Regions from separate parts of the Sus scrofa genome. Here region 1 is linked to region 2. The links are chromatin contacts, called in public HiChIP or PLAC-seq maps. All regions are on one chromosome and are shown on one strand. Each heading gives the region's core, a stretch centred on a gene start, on an enhancer-like site or on the middle of the called end of the contact. The rest is flanking DNA. Distances are from core to core; before and after follow the strand shown.

Evidence for each region. HiChIP or PLAC-seq counts read pairs in DNA pulled down with a chosen protein or histone mark.
Region 1: a contact with region 2 is called in an H3K27ac HiChIP or PLAC-seq map of alveolar macrophages. The contact joins two enhancer-like sites. A contact is called at or near these places in 1 of 47 Hi-C or Micro-C datasets (embryonic fibroblasts) and 1 of 2 datasets of contacts at active chromatin or transcription factors (alveolar macrophages).

Annotation. Positions count from the first base shown.
Region 1 is chr15:15,864,325-15,867,637 of Sscrofa11.1, reverse strand. DARS (aspartate--tRNA ligase, cytoplasmic) reads right to left here. Exons shown (of 16, transcript XM_003133266.5): 7 at 2,667-2,726; 8 at 538-649. Among named protein-coding and RNA genes, the nearest start is that of DARS, 55 kb to the right of the region's middle. Within about 2 kb of position 1,912, at least 1 of the 83 cell types and tissues checked has an H3K27ac peak or open chromatin away from gene starts, as enhancers often do. A contact at or near this core is called in alveolar macrophages, where this site is marked.
Region 2 is chr15:15,502,026-15,504,912 of Sscrofa11.1, reverse strand. All of the region lies in intron 2 of THSD7B (thrombospondin type-1 domain-containing protein 7B), which reads left to right. Among named protein-coding and RNA genes, the nearest start is that of THSD7B, 110 kb to the left of the region's middle. Within about 2 kb of position 1,367, at least 16 of the 83 cell types and tissues checked have an H3K27ac peak or open chromatin away from gene starts, as enhancers often do. A contact at or near this core is called in alveolar macrophages, where this site is marked.

The sequences.
Region 1 (3,313 bases), core at 663-3,162, 360 kb before region 2:
CAATGTTTGATTTTTAATTTATAATTAAGCTATTCATAACATACTTTTTAATGTTATTTAAGTAACTAAAAAAGGCTAAAATGATTAAAATAAATTTGTCATCAAGAATGAGAATTAATGAGATTTTTCCCTCTCTAGTATTTAGTAATGTTTTCATGTAGTTTATACAAAATTACAATACCAATTTAGAAAGAAATCTACATAACGAAAGTAGTTTCAAGTACATTTATATTAATAAAAATTTTGCTTTATGTGTTACTGCCTCATTTTATAACCATTATCACATTAACAACTCCTGAAATAAGAGGATTTAATATTACTGATGTTAGTGATATGTGGCTGGTGGTAAACAGCATAGTCTTCAAAATAAACAGTCTCTGGGAAATAAACTTTAAAGAATACCTGGGATCCGCAAAAAAAAACACAAAAAACAAACAAAAACAAACAAACAAAAAAAACCACCACAAAACTAAATTAAGAAACTCAAGGGAAAACAAATTTATTTTTTAAAATTAAGAGGAATATCTTAAAGCATACCTGAGATAATTTTAGGAGTTTGGATCTCCACAAAACCCTTGTTAATTAAATTTTCTCGGAAAAGATGGCAAATGCCAGACTGGAGACGGAAGACTGCCTGACTAGTTGATGTCTATAAGACAATAGTAAAAGCTAATTAAATCAATTTGACATTAAATAAGATGGAATATTTTTTAATCAGGCCACCTGCCTGCAAAGTTCATAGAGAAACAATTGATTACAGGAGAGAAAAGTCAGGCTACATGACAATATCAGAATAAGGATATATCTTAGAATTTTTCATATTACAGAAGAAGAATGACAATTTTGTCCTTTGTTTCCAACCTCTCCATCTCTTTGTTAAGCAAAGGGTCTAGAAAAGAACTGGATTGGGGTTATTACACAAAAGTTTAGATAAGCAAAGATGTATAAAAGATTTCAAGTTACTAATGAACAGAATGCTTCCCAAAAATGTAAACTCAAAGTAAGGGTTAAAAAAAGGTAAATGTTTACAAGGGCCAAAAAACATAAATAGAGTGAATGAATGGTACTTTCCAGCAGAATGCCCTGTCTAGAGTTGATGATGTTGCCATGCAGGCCTGTTATTGATGTGTTTATCTCTAACTTTTTAATAAAAGCCACCTAGATTGATTGATTGACTGATTTTTACGGCTCCACCCCCCAAAAAACACCTAGATTTATTTATTTATTCATTTATTTATTTGGTTGCACCTATGACATATGAAAGTTCCCAGGGTAGGGGTCAGATTGGAGCTGCAGGTGCTGGCCTATGCCACAGCCACAACAATGCTGGATCCTTAACCCAGTGAGTGAGGCCAGGGATCAAACCCCCATCCTCATGGATACTAGTTAGATTCTTAACCCAATGAGCCACAATGGGAACTCCAAGCCACCTAGATTTAATGGAGATTTAAATCCTCCGTTTTTCAATGATGGCAATAAACTTGACCAAAACAGATGTGGGTCAAATTAAAAAAATAAAAAACTCTTAAAGCCAAATATTAAAGGCTTAACCAGTAACTTGTGTGAACAAACAGCAAATACAGTATGATGGTTAACTACTGTGGCCAAAATTATGAAAAACCTGAGGTTTCTAGGCAGTATCAAGAGGACTTTTGATTACTGCTAGTCTTTTCTGTATACTATAAATTAAAATGGAAAAGTAAAAGCAAACAAAAACCAAATAATTAGGGGAAACATCAGTGTACAATAAGGGCAGACCCATATGACTACAGAAAAGTTGGAAAGAACTCTTAAGGTGACAAAGCATTTAACCTTTAGGTAGATTATTTAAGTAAAGGGGGAAGATGTGGTCAAAACATTAAGAAAGGGAGATGACAATGGTTTTACTACAATGATGAAACCAATGAACTCTTTCACTTGCAACCAAACCAGAAAGGGAAACAGAAGACCCATGAGATTACTATATACACTACCGGGGCCATCTACTTCTTTATTACTAATTTTGTGCTAGATCTAATTCAAAGGATTGAGACATTAACTACTAATCTCCATCTGGCTGTAAAATGTGCACACAACTTCTTTCACAATTTTGGAGTAATATTTATGGTCCTATTTTCACTTGCTAACTTGTTTGAAAAAGGTATCCCCTGGAAGGAAGCCAATTTATTGGCTTCACCTCCCTTTGTAATTTTATTTATTTTTTGCCTTTTTTAGGGCTGCACCTGCAGCATATAGACGTTCCCAGGCTAAGGGTCAAATTGGTGCTGCAGCTTGCTGGCCTACACCACAGCCACAGCAACATGGGATCTGAGCCGTATATAGGACCTACACCCCAGCTCATGGCAACGCCAGATCCTTAACCCACTGAGTGAGGCCAGGGATCAAACCTGCATCCTCTTGGATACTAGTCGGGTTTGTAACCCACTGAGCCACGATGGGAACTCCTCCTTTGTCATTTTAAAACAAAGCAAGTCAGTATCCTGTGAACTATTACTTGATTGTCCTTGTTGACAGCAATTCTCCTTTGGGGAAGGGTTAGTCAAAAAGGTAAATTATTTCTTGTATTATCACATTACCTATATGTAAATACCAATTAGTTCTATAACCCTGAGACAGGTATGGTATCCCTGCCCACCTTGATTTCAGCATAAACAAATAAGGCATACCCTAAGATCAATGATTCTGTTGTCTAATCTTGTATCCTGGTTAACAGTAGCTCTTCCTTCCTAAAAAAAAAGTTGAAAAAGCAGATTTTACTGATTTTTTTAAAGTACAAAAAAAATTTTTAGAAGCCATGTTAATTTTTAAGTTAAGAAGAGTTATGTTCATGTGTGTTAATGTTATACCCCCGAATCAAGGATTCAAGAAACAAGAAGTGGGGCCAGAAAGGTTACTGTTAAAAGAGAGATAGAAAGAAGAGAATGAGTTGAGGTTAAAGCTTTTTTTCTACTTCCCATTCCCCAACCCCCTGACTCATTACTGGGATGTCAAAATAATTAACTTCCCACACCTTCACTGATTCCGGGGTTTTACCTGCTAGTTCAAGACTGAAGGAACAGATAAAAGCTGACATAGAGCAATCAATGGTTCTCCAAGTATCTTCTGGGCACCAGTGAAGGTCCCCAAGACACTTTCAGAGTCTGTATGTCAAACCTATTTTTTCATAATAATACCTTTCACTCTCACTTTTTTCCTGATGATACTGAGAAGTTTTCCAAATGTGCATGCTATCACAACAGAATGATTGCAGAGGCAGATAACAAAATTTAATTGTTGTCTATTGAGCCAGACATTACTAAGATTTGTAGATATG
Region 2 (2,887 bases), core at 118-2,617:
ATTTATTTCTCAAAACTAATTATGTAAGAATGATGATTCCCAGGAGTTCCCTGATGGTCTAGTAGTTAGAATTCCATGCTTTCACCACTCTGGCCGAGGCTCAGTCCCTGGTCTGGGATTTGAGATCCCACATCAAGCCACAGCATACCAAGGCCAAAAAAAAAAAAAAAAAGGAGTTATGATCCCTATTTCAAAGATGAGGCAGTTGAGGTTCAGAGTCAGAGTAGCTAACTGGTAATGCTTCCAGTGAGGAGCTGCAACTCTGTCCCTCTTGCCCTCCTATTATGACTTCCTCCAGAAGGACTGCAATTTGTGCCAAAACCAAGGACGGATGTCTGCATAGATGCTGCTATGGGGCTCTGTTATGTGACAGAATGAGAACCCTGGCCATTTTGGGTGTTGGGAGCATCATTTATTGGTCACTCGGACTGGAAATCCCCAGGCAGTGGAGCCTGGGGGACACTCTGCTCTCCCCACGTGGTTCGAGGGCAGCACTCCTGGCATCTATGTAAAACCTCAGGTACGCATTTTCAGACAGCCATTCGCAGGCCACAGAAGTTTCCCCAAGACACTTGGTAAACCTTCCTCAAATCTCTTTTCACTTTGTGTGGGCGGCTGGGTTTCATCAAGAGAGCACTGAAAGCAGCAACCCCAGAAGGGCTGGCTGGGTAAGAGACAGCTCCTGGGACCCCCTTCTCTCCTCCCCTTGCTTGACAATCCCCCTTCCTGAAATGCCATCACAGACACAAACTTCATTTACTATACATGCTTTTTTTTTATTTGCAAGCTCTGCCAGGATGAGGTATTTTGAGATGTTATGAGATACTTTCTCATGATTTGTGTACAGCTGTAGATTCTCAAATTCTGCAGAATTATGTGTGAGGGGGAATCCACGGCTGGCCCTACTGGTTCTCAAAACACACTTAAGAGATGCCAGGCTCACTGGACATTGACACTTAGTTCAGTCACTTTTCCTAATGATTTCTGCAATTAGTACTGAAAGGCAGATAAATTGCAGTTTTTAGAAATGGATGGATGAGAAGTTGGGGGAAAAAAATCTTTCTCTTCAATTTTCATTTATCAAGCCCCAGATCTCCAAAGAAGTTACTGGGCCTTGCTAGTTTCATCTACTTAAAAACAACACAAAGCTGCCCTTTTTTCTTTTTTTTTTTCCTCCATAGAGGGAGCTGCTGGTAGCTAGGGTCAGGGCCGCCAGCACTGTGGCTTTCAGAGATTAACCAGATGGCTTCATAAACAGATTCCCTGGGTGGCGGGGGCAGAGGTGAGGACGGACAATGCAGATGGGGTGTAAGAGCAAAGCTGGAATATCTCTTGAAGACAGAAACAGGAAACAGGGAAGCAAAACATCTGACCTGGTGTTTAAGGAAGGCTAAGTAATGGGGCTACTGGTACCAGACTGTTTGTTTCTATGGAGGACTTCAGGAGACGCGTGTCTGAAGTTCCCATAAGCCTCAGATAGACAAATCCTCTTGTCTTTCTTCCCAAATTTCAAAAACAGTCTATATTACTCAAGAAAAACCACAAAGCTTTGAGCTAGTATTGGTTAGCCCAATTTAAGGTCAGATTTTGCATAGAAGATTCAGACACAGGAAATACCCTGGCGTAAAAGCAATGAAGAGGGCACTGAAATAATACCACCATTTCCACGTCTTCACACCGAGATATGCTATGTCATCGGAGGGTATTTTTATTTTGAAGGTTTGTTTGCAAAATGACTTCAGTGCCTTAGCGTTGACAGAGAGCCTCTATTGTGAAATCCACAGAATGAAAGAAAAGGGAATTTTTCTGTGACCCTGGAGTCTATTCTCAGGAGGAAGCTGCTGGTCCCACTCATGTATTTGTTTCCACAGTTAAACAAAATAGAACATGGGTCTCTTCTGTCACTAGAAGTGGTGTCGAAATTATCCGAAAGAAACCAACACCATCTTACCCTGCATGGTAGTAAACAGATCTTTGGGACAGTATCTTACTATGTGTCTTCTAAAATTTTCTGCCCTTAAAGCATCATTCATCTCTGACAGTTCTGCCAGGTTGATCTGTTAAATTTTAAGCTATTGAATTTTCATAATCCTTTTGTAAATGAATATACTCCCAACTGGCTGTTACTCCTGAGAGAACTAGGGAGCGATGTGAAAAAAAGATGATAATTTATGATAATACAAAGCAGGACCAATTGTTCTTCTTGGATTAAACAGTTCAGAGTTGAACTGAAGTCCAGGGACTTGAATTTCTAATCAGTATTATTCAGTGGTAAAACTTTCTGGTCCAGTTTGATCATTGGAAAAACTTTCATTTAGCAGATAGTAGAGTGCATTTCCTGGGAAGGATTGATTTAAATATATTAGCTATTTCACACAAGATTATTTATTAAAAATTTTAATTATAATAATACATATTAACAGGTGTGTTCTGACTTCAAGTTGAAGAGTCAAAGATATTTCCAAAGACATTTCCATATTAAGTCAACATATCTATAAATTAGAATAAATGACATCATCACAGGAATGGTAACATCAGGGTAATGTTTATCAACAAGGCTTATTTAATAATTTTATGGATCAAACTACTACTTTCAGAGATTCCCCACTCTATATCCAAGCATACATGTTACAAAGCACCCACATTTCACATTAAACACACTATATATGCATAGAGTTTTATGGATTTCTATAAATTAGATTTAAAAATTATATAGTTATTATAACATATTTATTCAAATTTGACTCTAGTTGCTTGGCCGTGATTCATAAATAATTAGAAATCCTTTCTTTTTTATTTTTTTTAATATTTTTTTTTATTTTCCCACTGTACAGCAAGGGGGTCAGGTTATCCTTACATGTATACATTACAATTACATTTTTTCCCC